2 separate regions of the Sus scrofa genome follow, and region 2 is linked to region 1. Evidence: chromatin contacts called from public HiChIP or PLAC-seq data. All regions are on one chromosome and are shown on one strand. The core of a region is the stretch at or near the end of the contact, and the rest is flanking DNA. Distances in the headings are between cores, read along the strand shown.

Region 1 (7,875 bases), core at 2,938-5,437:
GATGATCTGATGGTAGATGTTAGCTTTATATAAGGTCAGAGATTCTCTGTGCCTGAATTATGTACATTTAAATCCTCAATGCATGAAAAAGAGAAAAGAACCATTAGAAAATGAATGAGACTCGAAAGATATCACTGCCAGGTATAAGGGGAGAGCTTATTTGGATCCTGAATTGAGAAGGCCAACCACGGAAAAGACATTCCGGAGATGATCAAAGAGGTGAGAGTCTGGACTGCGTGGTGAATGAGAGCTGGGAATTCTTGTTAATTGTTATGGGTCCAATAGTGCCATGGTGGCTAATTGAGAAGGAAGTGGACAGGGAGGGAGGGAGAAAAGGAGAAAAGAAGGAAACTAACAGATGCTAACTTAGGTATTTACAGGTGGAATATTGTATACATATTTTGGAGGGTGTGACAGTCTTTCAAATTTTGCAGAAAAATGAACCACCTGAAAATTAAATTAGGAAAACAAGTCTGTAACAGCATCAAAAAGGATAAAATGCTTAGGAATATATTTAAGAAATGTAAAACTTTAACTTTGAAAACTCAAAGAAAAACTGCAGAAGGAAATCAGAGAAGACTGACTTAATTGTAAAGATATCCTATGTTCATGGATCAGAAGATCTAATATTGTTAAGATGCAATACTATCCAAATTGACCTACAGAGTCGATACAATTTCTATCAAATTTCCAGCTGTCTTTTTAAAACAAATTAATAGGCTCATCCTAAAATTCATACGGAGATGCACCTAGAATAGCCAAAGCCATCTTGAAAGACAACAAAGTTAGAAGATGGACACTTCATGATTTCAAACTTACTACAAAGCTACAGTAATCAGGATGGTGTGCTACTGAACTGAGAATCGACAAAGAGATCAATGAGATAGAATTGAGAATTCTGAAATAAACCCTCACACCTACGGCTAATTGATTTTCAACAACAGCACCAAGACCATCCGATGGAAAAAAGAATAGTCTTCAATAATCAATGTTAGGACAACTGGGTGAAGTTGGACCTTTACTTCATGCCATGTGCAAAAGTTACCTCAAAAGAAATCAAAGCCCTAAATGTGGGAGAAAAAACTATAAAATGTTCAGAAGAAAACACAGGAGTAAAACCTGAGACCAGGTGTTAGTAGATTATGACTGTGGCATTTGAACCACATGGGCATGAACCTCAGTCCTGCCAATTCCTTGCTTAATTTCACAAGCTTCCGTGAAAATGAATCACGTCCTCATGCGATTGTTACAAGAACTACATGAGGCAATGCCGGCATCTCCCAGAACATGAACTCGGTCCACATGAGTTCACTGTTAGCCGTGTTCTTAGGAAAAGAACATGTAAGCTACGGAGCAAAATCTATGTGTGGGCTTGGGTACAAGATATCTAATGCCATCTCTAGATTTAACAAAAGAAGTCTAACAAAGTTTGAATTCTCTACAAAGGATGCTTTTTGTGGGATGTGTAGTGTAAAAACTGTTTGCTTCCAAGGTCCCAAGGGTAGCATGTTGGAGTCCTCTGGGCCAAATTCCACCTGAAGATGTGGTTTATGGAGCACCGAGCAACTATCATGTACAATTTTTGAATTTGGATGCTTTTATATAGGGCACCTCATCCCAGTAAACCACAAGCCCCACTATTCCCTATCATATAACCTCAGGCATATCTCACTTGCTTACATCATTGTTTGCTTCCTGAATGTGATTAAGTTTCCACGTACCACCTCAAATGCTGTGAGATCCCTTTGGAGATTATCCAATTTTCTTCTTACAAATGTTTGGGGAGCCTCTTCTTTTTTAAAAAAAGACTTTTTAGGAGTTCCCGTCATGGCTCAGTGGTTAACGAATTTGACTAGGAACCATGAGGTTGCAGGTTCGATCCCTGGCCTCGCTCAGCGGGCTGGGGATCTGGCATTGCCGTGAGCTGTGGTGTAGGTCACAGATGCAGCTTGGATCCCGCGTTACTGTGGCTGTGGTGTAGGCTGGTGGCTACAGCTCTGATTAGACCCCTAGCCTGGGAACCTTCATATGCCGCAGGAGCCGTCCTAGAAAAGGCAAAAAAAAAAAAAAGACTTTTTGAGTTTTGGAAGGTTTTAGAGTTTTTCAAAATATTTTTAATAACAAAAACTATGGCTCTAAAACATTTTAAAGATAACATGTTCCAAGGGAAGTATAACCCAAGATACAAAGGCAAGCCACTTGTGCACTTTTTCATTTTCTAAGAGTCACATGGAAAAAGGAAAAAGAAACATTCTATATTCCTCTTTCAAACTAAGTCCTTGAAAACTAGTGGGTATCTTACACTTACAATTGGTATCTCAATTTGGAATGGCTGCACTCTGTGTCCTCAACAGCCACATGTGGCCAGTGGTTTGTCCACTGGACAGTGAAGATAGAGAAAACCAATGACAGACCAGGCATTGTAAGACCTTCAAGGAAGAGCTGCGGTTATACAGGAAAAGAACATCCATGCTGGAAAGCATTTAAGGGGCAGACTCTGGGGCTTTGGCTTTCACAGTGGTGACAGTGGTCCGTGGTGAAGTTTGAGATGGAGTGAAAGCGAGATCATGTGATTCTAGTGCACAGCGGGGAGCAAAGGATATTCCGGGCTTCCTTTCCTGCTGTGGTTTCTGCTTCCATCCTCTGTACTCCACGCATATGGGGGGTGAGATAGGACAAAGAAGAATGGAAGGTGGGGGCTGTGAGGTCACCACTCTTCATCCTTATCTCTACTTCAAGCTCTGGCCCCAACTCAGCAGTTGCCTGCAGGTCGTGTGGGGAGGGTCTTTCCTGCTACGCCTGACCTCCCCTCCCCAACTCCCGAGACAGCCTTCTCCATCTCCCAAGAATGGGCCTCCTCCCTCTGCTATTCCAGGAATATTATGTTCTCCCAACTGTGATATTTTGGGTCTTTTTGGCAGGAGGTGGGACGGGCAGGGGTGGAAAGAACTCACGAATGTTCTCAGAACAAGGAATGAGTAAAAGTACAGACATCTGGCCCCAGGATTTTGCTGGCTCGGGGACGTCACTGTAAACCCACTAACACTAATTGCTTCCACGTCTGTTCCCATTTCTAGTGGAAATAAAATGCCTCTCTGGCTAATGGAAAATGAAACGCCTGCTTGCTCTTTGTTTACTGCTTTACCTAAGGGCTCTCTGCCCCACCACTCCTCCCCCTGGCCCCCCATCCTGAAACCCTTTATTTTTTGTCTTTTTAGGGCTGCACCTGTGGCATACGGAAGTTCCCAGGCTAGGGGTCGAATCAGAGCTGCAGCTGCCAGCCTACACCACTGCCACAGCAACGCGGGATCCAAGCTGCACCTGTGACTTACACTGCAGCTCGTGGCAAAGCGGATTCTTAACCCACTGTGTGGGCCCAGGGAGAGAACCTGCATCCTCATGAACTGGTCAGGTTCGCTTCCACTGAGCCAAAACGGGAACTCTCTGAAATCCTTTAAAAGGCATCTTGCACCAAGCCTTCAAGAGCCCAAAATGCACAGGGTAACATGGATCAGAAAGGATGCCTGTGTTCCTGCCAGGACCAGAGAACGCCTTAATCCCAGACTAAACAAATGCAGGGGGTGGGGAGAGGCAGAAAGTAGAGAGAGGCAGAGACAGAAAAGGGAAGGAATCCTACTTTGTTTTTAATTCACGCTTCCAAGAATATGGTAGAGCTCCTTACTTGACACAAAGTACCAAGATCTGAACCTCAACTTCTGAATTCAATTTGCCAAAGAAGGGGAAAAGATAAGTCCAGCTGAAATTGGGGTTTAAAGAAATGGACTTTCAACCCATTGGGCCTAGTAATACTTGTCCTTTAAAATGATGTAGAGAGCTCACAGGGAAGCCACTGACAGTCCTGCTCTAGCTTGGCTGCCTGTGTTTACCTCCGTGGCAGGACATATCACACTGATCTAGCTCCCAGGTCAGCAGGATGACAACTTAACACACCTTTCTACCTCCAGCACCAAGCATGGGTCTTGGCAAAGCTGAGGTATAGCACAGACCCCTGGCCATCCTTCCTCTCCCCCTAGTGGTTCTAGTGACAGAACCATTAAGTTATAGCTGGACCCACGTTGCCAAGAATAAAAACTACATTTCCCAGTGTCCCTTGCAGCTATGTGTGGCCATGTGACTTAGTTCCAGCCAATAGGATATGAGGAGAAGTGGTAAATAAACTTCCCATGGCGCAATTCTCCATCTCCCCACTTCTTGTACAAATGTGAATGGTGCGGGGAAGGCGGGTCGTTGGGCATCTTGGGCCATGTAGGCCAGGACAACACCCTAGAGATGCTGGTGCAACAAGACAGGAAGGATCCCGGACAGTGTGAAGCTTTCAGGCTGCTTTCAGCACTGCTGTGTGAGATCAAAATTGTTACTTTGGAACTGGGTTAGAGTAGCTGAAATTATATGCTTAGGATTTATTTGCTGAAGAAGAGAAAGGAGGATACCCCTAAAACAGAGAACCCCACCGTGATGGTTATTTTATATGTCAACCTGACTGGGCCACAGGGTGCCAGACATTTGGTTAAACGTTAATCTGGGGTACCTGGGAGGGTTTCCTGGATGCAGTTCCCATTTGAACTGGTAGACTGAGTAAAGCAGACCGCCCTCCCTAAGGTGGGTGGGCCCCATTCAATTAACTGAAGACCCTAGTCCGAAAGCTGAGTAAGAGGGAGCTCCTCCCGCCCTACTGTCTGAGCTGGGACATCAGTCTTTTCTTGCCCTTGGACAAAAACTGAAACTTCAGCTTTCTTGAGTCTCAAGCCCATTCGTCGGCTTTTAGACAAGAACTAACACCACTGGCTGTCCTGGTTCTCAGGCCTTTGGACTGGCTCCACGGGGTCGTCAGCTTACTGACTAGAGGTTTGGGACCCCTCAGTCTCCATAAATATGTGACCTCATTCCTTGTGATAAGTCTCTGCTTTTATTCCTGGCAACCATGGGTCCAACTGAAAGTTCATGGTTTTGTTATTAGAGAAGGAGGGGAGAACTGACTAAGGGGAGGGACCACCAGGGGTCTGTGCCACATCTATAATTTGCCAAGAGCCACGCTAGATGCTGGAGATAAAAGTGGTGTATAAGACGCAGTCCTGGAGTTCCCGTCGTGGCTCAGTGGTTAACAAATCTGACTAGGAACCACGAGGTTGCGGGTTCGATCCCTGGCCTTGCTCAGTGGGTGAGGGATCCGGTGTTGCCATGAGCTGTGGTGTGGGTCACAGTCGCAGCTTGAATCCCGTGTTGCTGGGATTGTCCTGGTATAGGCTGGCGGCTACAGCTCCGACTCGACCCCTAACCTGGGAACCTCCATGTGCCGGGGGAGCAGCCCAAGAAATGGCAAAAGACCCCCCCCCCAAAAAAAAAGTGATGTATAAGATGCAGTCCTGCCAACGGTCAAAGGGAAGATAGGCAAAGCACTAGTAATTACACCATACCACAAGATATAGACTGACTGATGGATAGACATAAACATAGACATAAACACAGATACATCTCCAATTGGTTGGTTATGTTTCTCCAGAGAACGCTGACCAATGCGCCACTGTTTGGCTCTCATTCTGGAGAGCCAGCCCCTGGTTCTTCCTCCCACTCCTACTGGTGAAGAATCTTACATTCCTAAGTAGATTATATTCTTCTGGGCTGCAGGGATTCACCTTCTTTTGGTTCCACCTCCCTCCATATGCTGCTTACTCCAGGCTGGACACAGAGCAGCACTCCTTGAGCAGACGGACTTAGACAGTGGAATAAAGGGTCATATTCAAAACGAAGCCCTTGGAGTTCCCATCGTGGCTCAGCAGAGACGAATCTGACTAGCATCCACGAGGACACAAGTTTGATCCCTGGCCTCGCTCAGTGGGTTAAGCATCCGGTGTTGCTGTGAGCTGTGGTGTAGGTCACAGACGCCACTCAGATCCCACATGGCTGTGGCTGTGGGGTAGGCTGGTGGCTATGGCTCCTATTAGACACCTAGCCTGGGAACCTCCAAATGCCATGGGTGCGGCCCTAAAAAGACAAAAAGAAAAAAGGAAAAAAAAAGAAAGAAGCCCTTGGTCTCGTGTCTTTGGAATGTCTTGGAAATACCCTGTTACAACGGCCGGGAAAATTGTCCAAGATGGCCCAGTTCAAACAGCTTATCTTAGAATCAAAACCGTCAAAGCAGAGGTTGGGTTCCATGTAGCTGCGAGGGTCTACACAGCCAAATCAAAGTGGAAACTTGGGGGGACATCAATCTGGGGTCAAATTAAGATCAAAGGGGGCTCAGAGGATAAACCTACCGCAACAGGACTTAGTCAGATGGCTTTTCCTGAGTCACCGAATTTCATCAGAAGAGCATTGCACACCCAAACCTTCTGTTTAACGTGGATGGTGATGCAACAGATGGGGTGACTTGAACTCCACCTCTGCCCTCCTCACACGCACCAGCCGGCTTTCTGAGCTTGCCCAACCGAGGAGCAGAAGTTCACGGGGCAGCTCTTCTTGGGTCGGCTCCCCGGGGATGGGAGCACTTGGCCTTGCGCCCGGAACAACCATGATCTGGCAAAGACATGTGAGAAATGAGCCCTTCCCTGCCGGACACTGCAGAGGGAGAGAGGGGCCAAGAGCCCATCACAGGAGTGTTCGTCCCCTGCGTGGAAACTGTCCCTGAACTGGCACATACGCTCTCCAGCTCAGGAACGAGCTGCCCGGGTCAGAACACAAGTGACCCTGCCCTTGGGCCCGGGCGGTGGCAGGCAGAGGTTAATTTCCTTCCCTCCGAGGGCAGGACCCAATGCCAATTGTCTTCTTGTGCCTAATGCCATTTTTTGCACAATAGAGCATGTGCCTTATCTGGGGCAGCGGGAGGCCAAAGCATCCCTGGGTTCCTCCCTCTGGTTTGAAGTGGAAGTTTGATAAGAGGCACATTTTGCTCTTTTCAAAAAACAAAAACAAACAAAAAAAACCCCTGCATGATTAACTGTGAGGAGAAAATCCTTTTTCTACTGGTACTTTTCCTTTCAGTGAAACTTTCTCTTTGCCTGTGAGAAGCTCGCCACGTGAGCTGGCAGGGAGAAAAGCTAGAGCAGCCCCGTCCAGGCGCTCAGGGGACCTACTCAGGGCCTAAAGCAATGTAGGCCAGGGGGTCGACATAAAAATCCTGCCACAAGCAAACAAAAGACCTGATAAACAGAGACAATGTGATGTGGGCATGGCCCCTGGGCCTCTGCTTCAGCGTGTTCCTGGCCATCGATGCTGAATGTCCGCCTCAGCTGGGCTGCTCCACTTGTTTCCCTAAATACTCATTTATTTGGGGATGACTTTACGCCTTTTGTTTTATTTATTTATTTATTTATTGTCTTTTGAGGGCCACGCCCATGGCATATGGAAGTTCCTGGGCTAGAGGTCCGCCACACCAGATCCTCAACCCACTGAGTGAGGCCAGGGATTGAACCCGCAATCTCATGGATACTAGTGGGACTCGTTTCTGCTGCACCACGATGGGAGCTCCCCTTACTGCCTTTCGGAGGAAAGACACACATTCCTTTTTTGCTTTTTTTTTAACTGAAATAATTCAGAAAAATCTGAAAGGGAAAATGAAACTTTTAATTCCACCACCCATCAAGGACCCATCATTCCATTAGGTGACCGTAATCCAGTTATGTGTCCCGTCCCCCCCCCCACGCCCAGTTATGTCTTTTGTGTGTGTGTCTTTTTAGGGCTGTGTCCGAGGCACATGGAGGTTCCCAGGCTAGGGGTCGACTAGGACCTACAGCTGCCAGCCACAGCCACAGCAACGCGGGATCTGGGCCGCATCTGTGACCTACACCACAGCTCACGGCAACGCCAGCTCCTTAACTGAGAAAGGCCAGGAATGGAACCCGTGTCCTCATGGATATT
Region 2 (7,875 bases), core at 3,665-6,164, 550 kb after region 1:
CCTTTTGACTTAAACTATACAGTGATATAATTATATACATTTTAATAAGTTTTTATTAAGACTTGAAGTTTATTAAAACCTTATTTTGACAAGGTTTTTGCCCTGGTCTTGGGAGGGACAAAATGTCCCTTTAGCCTCATTGTATTGGAGGGAAGTAAAGTGATGTTTTTTGTGGAAGTGCAGTGATGCAGAATAGGGGGAACCAAATGATCCATGCCCGCTCTTCTGTCTAGAATATGCTATTCCTAGGATGAGGGAATCTGAGATCTTAGAATCTTGGCATTGTTTTTTTGGGATGTCTTTTGATTTAGAATCTTTAGTTTTGGCAGAAAAGGAATCTTTGGTTTTGGAATTAGGCTATTGTTCCTAAATGCATATGTCTGTAATTATTTCCGTTAGTTTACTCAATGGTCCAAACATTTATGTCACCTGTGCTAAGAAGAAATGCAGAAAAGAGCCTTTGTGTACGTTTTGCCTCTAAAACAGGGGGAGCAGCAGTTTCCTGGAACCCAGACAGGGGTCGCCAGGATCAGACACGTCCAACCAAACCACTCTCTGCTGTTGGAGGCTTATGGTTCAGTACGCTTCTGTGGTCCCTGAGCAAGTCCTGGGAGGCTAAGCAGACCTAATACAGTCGTAAAGGAAAGGAAGAAGGTGGCTGGAGGTGGGGAGGCCTGGGGAGGCACGCGGGAGGGGCTTCCTAACTGAGGCAAATGAGCGCAGACGGAGGGAACCAGCATCTGGAGGGGGGCCTGCCCTCCCTCTTCTTCTTTCCTCTTCTCCTGGGGGCTCACAGCCCACACTCTCTGTTGGCACTGGCCTAGAACTCTCTTCTGGGCTCCAGACATTCCCGGCCAACTTCTTTTTGGGGGGCTTTTGTTTTTATTTTTATTAAACATTTTTTTTTAATTAAAGTATAGTGGATTTACAGTGTTGTGTCGATTTCTGCTGTACAGCAGAGTGACCCAGTCATACATTCTTTTTCTCCTGTTCCATCATGGTCTGTCCCAAGAGACTGGACCCAGTTCCCTGTGCTCTTTAGCAGGACCTCATCATTTATCCATTCTATGTGTTGATAGTTTGCATCTGCCAATCCCAAACTCCCCGTCCATCCCTTGGGAACCACAGGTCTGTTCTCTTTGTGTCGTGGCCAACTTCTTACAGGACAGTTCTACCTGACATCCTGCCATCCCTTTTCATACTTGGTGTGTCTAAAATCAGATGATGAACTCCCTGCTCCCCTGCACCTCCCCTCCCCCCACTCCTGCTCTTCTTCCGGTGTCTCAGGAGCCATGTCCCCACCCCTCAAGCCTCTTGGGTCTGTCTCCTTGCCATGTCCACTGTCTCTCTCTTCTACCTTCCCCACTGCCGCTGGCTTGGCTCAGGCCCCCATCGTTGCTCCAGGATCCCACGCTTGGTTTAATGCTCTGCTGCCAACATCTTGAAATGCTTAAGAATTTTTATTTTAGGAGTTCCCGTCTTGGTGCAGTGGAAACAAATCCAACTAGGAACCATGAGGTTGTGGGTTCGATCCCTGCCCTTGCTCAATGGGTTAAGGATCCGGTGTTGCCGTGAGCTGTGGCACGGATCTGGTGTTGCTGTGACTCTGGCATAGGCCGGCATCAACAGCTCCGATTAGACCCCTAGCCTGGGAACCTCCATATGCTGCAAGTGCGGCCCTAAAAATACAAAAAAGACAAAAAAAATTTTTTTTTTATTTTTAAATTATTTTTATTTTTTTCCATTATAGTTGGTTTACAGTGGTCTATCAGTTTTCTACTGTACAGCAAAGTGACCCAGTCACACATACATACATTCTTTTTCTCACATTATCCACCATCACGCTCCATCACGAGTGACTAGATATAGTTCCCTGTGCTATACAGTAGGATCTCATTGCTTATCCACTCCAAATGCAATAGTTTTCATCTATTAACCCCAGACTCTCAGGCCATCCCACTCCCTCCTCCTCCCCCTCCCCCTTGGCAACCACAGTCTGTTCTCCAAGTCCATGAGTTTCTTTTCTATGGAAAGGTTTATTTGTGCTGTATATTAGATTCCAGATATAATTCTTAAGAATTTTTAAACAAGGGTACAGGATTCTTCTGTACAGGGTCCTCTGGCTATAAAGGATGTTGTGGGACCATTGATGAAACGCGAATGAGGTTGAGGACTGGGTGGCAGTGATGGACCAATGTCCACATCCCCATCCTGCTGGCTGGATTATGGTTGTTAGGAGAATGTTCTTGTTTAAGCCTTCCAGACTTGAACATCTGACACCAATGGGGCATTGTGTTGGCAGCTCACTCTCAAATAGTTCGGGGGAAAAGTCCTCTGTATTCTTTTTTGCAACTTGTCATTAAGTTTGTTTCATTTTTGGTTTGTTTCAAACCAGAAAGAGTGATGGGAAGGAGAGAGAGTTGGGGGAAGGGAAGGAGGGTCTTTCTAATATGGTGCCAATTGACCAGAGACCTGAATGAAGAGGAGCTGGGTAACTGGAGGAAGAGCATTCCAGGCAGAGGCAACAGAGTGGCAAATGCTTTGAGGAAGGGTGAGCCTGAGTGTTTAAGAAATAGCTGGGGGGAGTTCCTGTTGTGGCTCAGTGGGTTAGGAACCCAACTAGTATCCATGAGGATGCAGGTTTGATCCCTGGCCTTGCTCATTTGATTAAGCATCTAGCATTGCTGTGAGCTACAGCTTAGGTCGCAGATGCGGCTCAGATCTTGCATGGCTGTAGCTGTGGCCTGAGCCGCAATGGCAGTTCTGACTTGACCCCTAGCCTGGGAACTTCCATATGCTGCAGGTGCAGCTGTAGAAAGAAAGAGAAAAAAAAGAAGTAGCTGGGGGCCAGTAAGGTTACTGCCGAGAATGGGAGAATGGCAGGTGATGAGGTCAGGGAGGTAGTGCGGACCAAATCAAAGTCCCGGTAAGGATTTGGGATTTTGTCCTCTGTGCTGGGACACACTGAGCACTGGCTCTTCAGAGGGTGCAGAACCCCACTTACACGTGCAGGATAGCCCTGGAAAATAGACTAGAGCAGCAGGGTTGGAAGCAAGGGGGCCAGTTGGGCAATGATGGGATCCTTCACTCTCTGATGGACACATGGGCCACAGAAACTTCCAGAAGGCTTTGAAGAGCCTCTGACCAGCCCCCAGGTGCAGAGCACTGGATGGTTCAGCCCAGCGGCAGTGAAGTCATCTGACTGCTCTGCTGCCTCCCCCCCACCTCCTCTGGAGGAGCCCCGCCAAGATGTGTCTGGCGCAGAAGCTCTTGCCAGGGGCCACTCTGATCATGACTTGCCAGGATGGTTGAGAAGCCAGCTGGTTGCCTTCTTACTCTAATTTTTCTATTATCTGGCCCAAGTGTTGAAAATGTCCTTTTAAATTAATTATCATAGAACGAAAGACAGACTCAGGGAGAAGTATTATCACTGTCAGATCTTGTCTCCTTACTGGGGGTGACTGACAACCATAGAATTTTGGTCCTGTGCAGAAGCCTCAGAAGAAAGGATCTTAAGGTTTTGTCTGCCCCACCAAACAAAGCAATCTGTGCATGACCCATGAATCTTGGATCCAAAGGGACCATGGTAAGGAATAATTCCAGTCTTCTCTCTTTCTGGCCCCATCAGGCGAGTGACAGTTTATAGATTACACGTATTTTAAAATCCAAGAACAGCCTCCCACCTGAAGATGAACATGTGAAAATATTTCTCCCTTACCTTTCATAAATGCATATCTATTTTTAAAGTGCATTTCAAATGTGATCTTAAGCCTGGAAGGCAGTTAATCCCCAGTGTACAGAGCAGCGACCCACACGATTAGAGGGTGATTTGCTCTGGGAAGGAGACAAAGCCAGTGACCTTGGTAATGAGGCAGCTAGTTAGAGCTGAGTGATTTCCAGGTCAGGACCCAGGATGATGTATGGCCAAACAGAGCTCTTCCCACTAATTTTGTTAGCTCGATAATGACTTCCCTCTGTGTGCGCGTGTGTGTTTCTCTGTATGTCTTTGTGTTAGGCAACTCATTTTTTTAATAAAGATTAATTTAATTCTCAAAATAACCCTAGGAAGTTGGAACTCTTAGCCCCATTTTTGCACATGAGGATGCTGCCCCGTAAACTCTTTATGTAAATAAATCCAGGGGAATGATTTCTCAAGTGCACTTTTTCGTTAGGCTCACACGCTTCAGTATATTTGTGTGTGTGTAGGGGGGAGTGTGTAAATATGAAGACAGTTTGTACAACCTCCCCCATCAACTCATTCCATTGCATCCTTCATGTAATGTCTTTAGGAGTCTGTGGCTTTCCTTCCTCCAACCCAGGGACCGGAAGAGATAATGGTGGCAACTGATCATCAGGTGCCCTTGGCACCTAGGAACATATAGATCCCTTGAGCTTCCTCTCAGCCTCTGGACTTGAAACTTTGCAGGCTGTTTGTCACCTAGCGAACCGCAGATCTCCGTGGTCCATTACTGCCACCTAGAGCTGGTGTGTGGAAACACAGATTCTAGATCCAGCCAAAGAGAACAAAGCCAAAGGAGCCGCAACCCTGAGCAGGCAGTTTTGGTCAGACAGAGCTAAAGGGCTTTGTTTAGAAGCTTCCCTTCCCTCCACGGTAACAGCTTTGTTGATACTCGTTCAGCGTAGAGGAGCGTAGGCGCAGGTAAAGTCTCCAGTCTAGGGAGGCTCGAGGTCCACTGTGGTCCAGTGTTCACATGGTAGTTTTTCTATCCCCTGTCGGGGGGAGGAGGCAGCCCCCTCGCTGCCGGCCAGCCCCTGGTCAACTCTTCCAAGCCCAGCCTGGGTGTGACGGGTCGGGGGTGGGGTGAGGACCAGAGCTGGGGGGAGGAAGAAGGAAGGGAAGGGCAGCGTATGCGATTCATTTGGAGCCTAAAAAAGTCGGTGAGCTGGATGATCCTTTGTGCAAAGGGAAGTTCTCAGTATGACTCAGAAACGCCTCCTCATGTCCCTGGTTCCATCTCTGTCCCCAAAGAAAGCCAAAGGGATTTTTCAAAGCGCATGGGCCACCACATCCAGTGAACCCGCTGGACAGGGGTCAACACGCTTTCCAGCCTCGGACTCCTGTCAGTAGGCAGAAGCCATAGTGTTCTCCAAAACAAGTGGGAGGACAGCCTCGCGGAGTGACCTCACAGTTTTTAAGGGCGTTGTTTTTTCAGCCAGGCTTGGAGGAACAGAGAAAAGGGGAAATGTGATCTCCCTGAGCTCATTGTAAGAGCAAATTTAAGATAGTGAATTGTCATGATGTTGGTGTGAACTATGGAGAAGCGTCCTGAGCAGAAATAAGGAGAAAGCAAGTGTGTGAAGTGCCGAGAGAAGGTCATCAGCGGAGCTGCCTTTGACCCCCAGCTGTGTGGTCCCCTTGCCTGAAAGGTCCAGGAGTTCCTGTTGTGGTGCAGTGGAAACGAATCTGACTAGTATCCATGAGGATGCGGGTTCGATCCCTGGCCTTGCTTAGTGGGTTAAGGATCCAGCATTGCCGTGAGCTGCGGGGTAGGTTTCAGACGCCTCTCGGATCTGGCGTTGCTGTGGCTGTGGTGTAGGCTGGCAGCTACAGCTCCGATTCGACCCCCAGCCTGGGAACTTCCATATGCAGCAGGTATGACCCTAAAAAGCAAAAAAGAAAAGTCCAGATGGGACCGACCCATAGAGGTGTAGCTGTAACCTAGCCTCTGTACACCGGCACCAATTAAGCGTCTGAGACAGAGTTCTGGGGGAAGCAGAAGGAACAGCTTTATTGCTTTGCAGGCAAAGGAGGCTAATGCCCTCAAGACTGGGTCCTCCCTTGAGGGGATGGCAACAGGCTTTAGAGGTTTAGCCTGAAAAATCAGGGCTGTTGATAAGGATGACGGTGTCTGCATTCTTCCTCCTCCATAGATTGTTTCACAGTCATCGAGGCCGGAGTCAGGTGGTCTGGGGACGGTTTCTGGTGGTCTTTGGGGTTATCATACCTTGACTCTCTCTCTGCCCTGAAGATTGCTCAGGAAAGCATGTGGGTGCTGGGCGGGGCGGGGGTGGGGGGCTTCAAAGGAAAACAAAACCCCAGGTGCACTATATCTCTAACTAGAAAGTAACCATTAGTAGAAGAAGGCAATTCAGCAAGCAAGAAATTATTGGTGACAAGCCGGTTAGAGTAAGTGAGTGGCCAAGGCGGGACACAACATGACGGAGACTGTTTTAACTCGTTTTTAGCTGAACCAATATTCAGCCTTTTGAGGCTGATGGGAGGTCTGGGAGGCTAAAGCCTTTTGCTTCAAACCCCAAGAACTCAGGGGCTTGGACACGGTTCCAGAGGCAGGAAGCAGACTGGTTGCTGGGCTGCGAGGAGCGAGGATGGCAAGCGACCGTTCCTGGGAGTGGGTTTCTTTTTGACGTGACAGAAATGTTCTGGAATGAGGCGGCAGCGAGGGTCGCACAGCCCGTGAATTTACTGAAAACCCCTGAATTTTGAAGGGTAGGTTTTATGTCCTGTAAATTAAATCTGAAATCAATGGGTGCTTTTCAAATGTGTCTACTAACACTGCCCCCACCAAAGGAGCAGGCCTTGGCCCCGCCACGAGGCTGCCCAGCCCACGTCAGCATCTTGCTTCATCTCTAGCCTTGTCCGGCCAGGAGCTTGACCCCCGAAACGCCTGGCAGGGAAAGGCACCGACTGGACTTGAATCTTGGCTCTATCAATTTCCAAATGAATAATCTTGGGCAAATTACTTTACGTCTCTGAGCCACTGTTCGCCTCTGTCAAATAAGGACGCAAATGACATTTATCTCGGAGGCTTCTGAGAGAAATGAGACCCTCGGAACAGTGCCCGGCATGGGATAGAAGTGGTGTTGGTGTTAGGCTGTTCGCATCCATTCATTCAACAACCCAAACCCGCCATGTCTGTTCCTCTGCATCCGAGTCTGTAGGGACACAAAGGGGACAGGATTCAGGCCCTGCCCTCAAGGTACCTGCCGTGGGACTGGAGTGAAAACGTATCTTGCTTGGTCCTGAGGCTGCTCAGAGGAAGAACGTAAGACTTCCTCTACTCCAAGGAGTGGCGATGGGCCAGGGTGGACCACCTGGGCTCCTGCGCTGTGTCGTGCGAAAGGAGATTCATCTCCCCCTTGGTATCCGGGAGGCGTTTCAGGAGGATTCTGTGGTTCTACTCTGTAGTTTCCACAAAGAACTATTGTGTGTGAGACTAGAGGGCCAGCGGGGACCATTCAGGCAGACATTTCTTACTCAGAGAGACTGCCAGGCCGGTGGTCCACACACAGCACCCCCATCCTCGGCACCAGTGGGAGTCTCTGTGCCCCAGAAGCTGGGGAGGTGAGGCCAACTGAGTGGGCAGTGCCAGATGGCTCCCCAGGTCTGTCTGCCACCCGGCCCCCCGCACCCGAGCCTTCTCCTGACCCTTGGCCGCGAGCACTAACACAGAGCTGGTGGAGTTCATTTCCCGTGAAGACAAAGCCTATAGGCGGACCCACAGGGCAGAGAGCCTGGAGACGTAGGCTCAGGTCCCACTGCCCTCCCCTTGCTTTCCGGTCCTCGCGCAGCCCGTCAGAGGTCCAGGAGGGCCACGTGTGCTGTGACTTTAGTCCCTGAGAGCCTCCCTTTCCTCCTTTAAAAAACAGGTTGGCATTGGCTCCTCAAACTGGCCTTTCTAAAACCCCTTAGAGGCTCGGGGTGAAAGGTCAGGGGTGACCTAAGCAGACCTCTGGGCACCCATCATCTTTTTTGTTTTGTTTAATGTTTTTATTATAGTTGATTTGCAATGTTCTGTCTGTTTCTGCTGTACAGCAAAGTGACCTAGTTATACGTATATATACCTTCTTTTCACATTATCCTCCATCATGTTCCATCACAAGTGACTGGATATA

The links. HiChIP or PLAC-seq counts read pairs in DNA pulled down with a chosen protein or histone mark.
Region 2: a contact with region 1 is called in an H3K27ac HiChIP or PLAC-seq map of alveolar macrophages. The contact joins two enhancer-like sites. A contact is called at or near these places in 1 of 47 Hi-C or Micro-C datasets (embryonic fibroblasts) and 1 of 2 datasets of contacts at active chromatin or transcription factors (alveolar macrophages).

The regions. Positions count from the first base shown.
Region 1 is chr7:9,771,959-9,779,833 of Sscrofa11.1, forward strand. All of the region lies in intron 1 of GFOD1 (glucose-fructose oxidoreductase domain-containing protein 1), which reads right to left. Among named protein-coding and RNA genes, the nearest start is that of TBC1D7, 67 kb to the left of the region's middle. Within about 2 kb of position 4,188, at least 6 of the 83 cell types and tissues checked have an H3K27ac peak or open chromatin away from gene starts, as enhancers often do. A contact at or near this core is called in alveolar macrophages, where this site is marked.
Region 2 is chr7:10,323,692-10,331,566 of Sscrofa11.1, forward strand. No RefSeq gene overlaps it. Among named protein-coding and RNA genes, the nearest start is that of CD83, 18 kb to the right of the region's middle. Within about 2 kb of position 4,915, at least 27 of the 83 cell types and tissues checked have an H3K27ac peak or open chromatin away from gene starts, as enhancers often do. A contact at or near this core is called in alveolar macrophages, where this site is marked.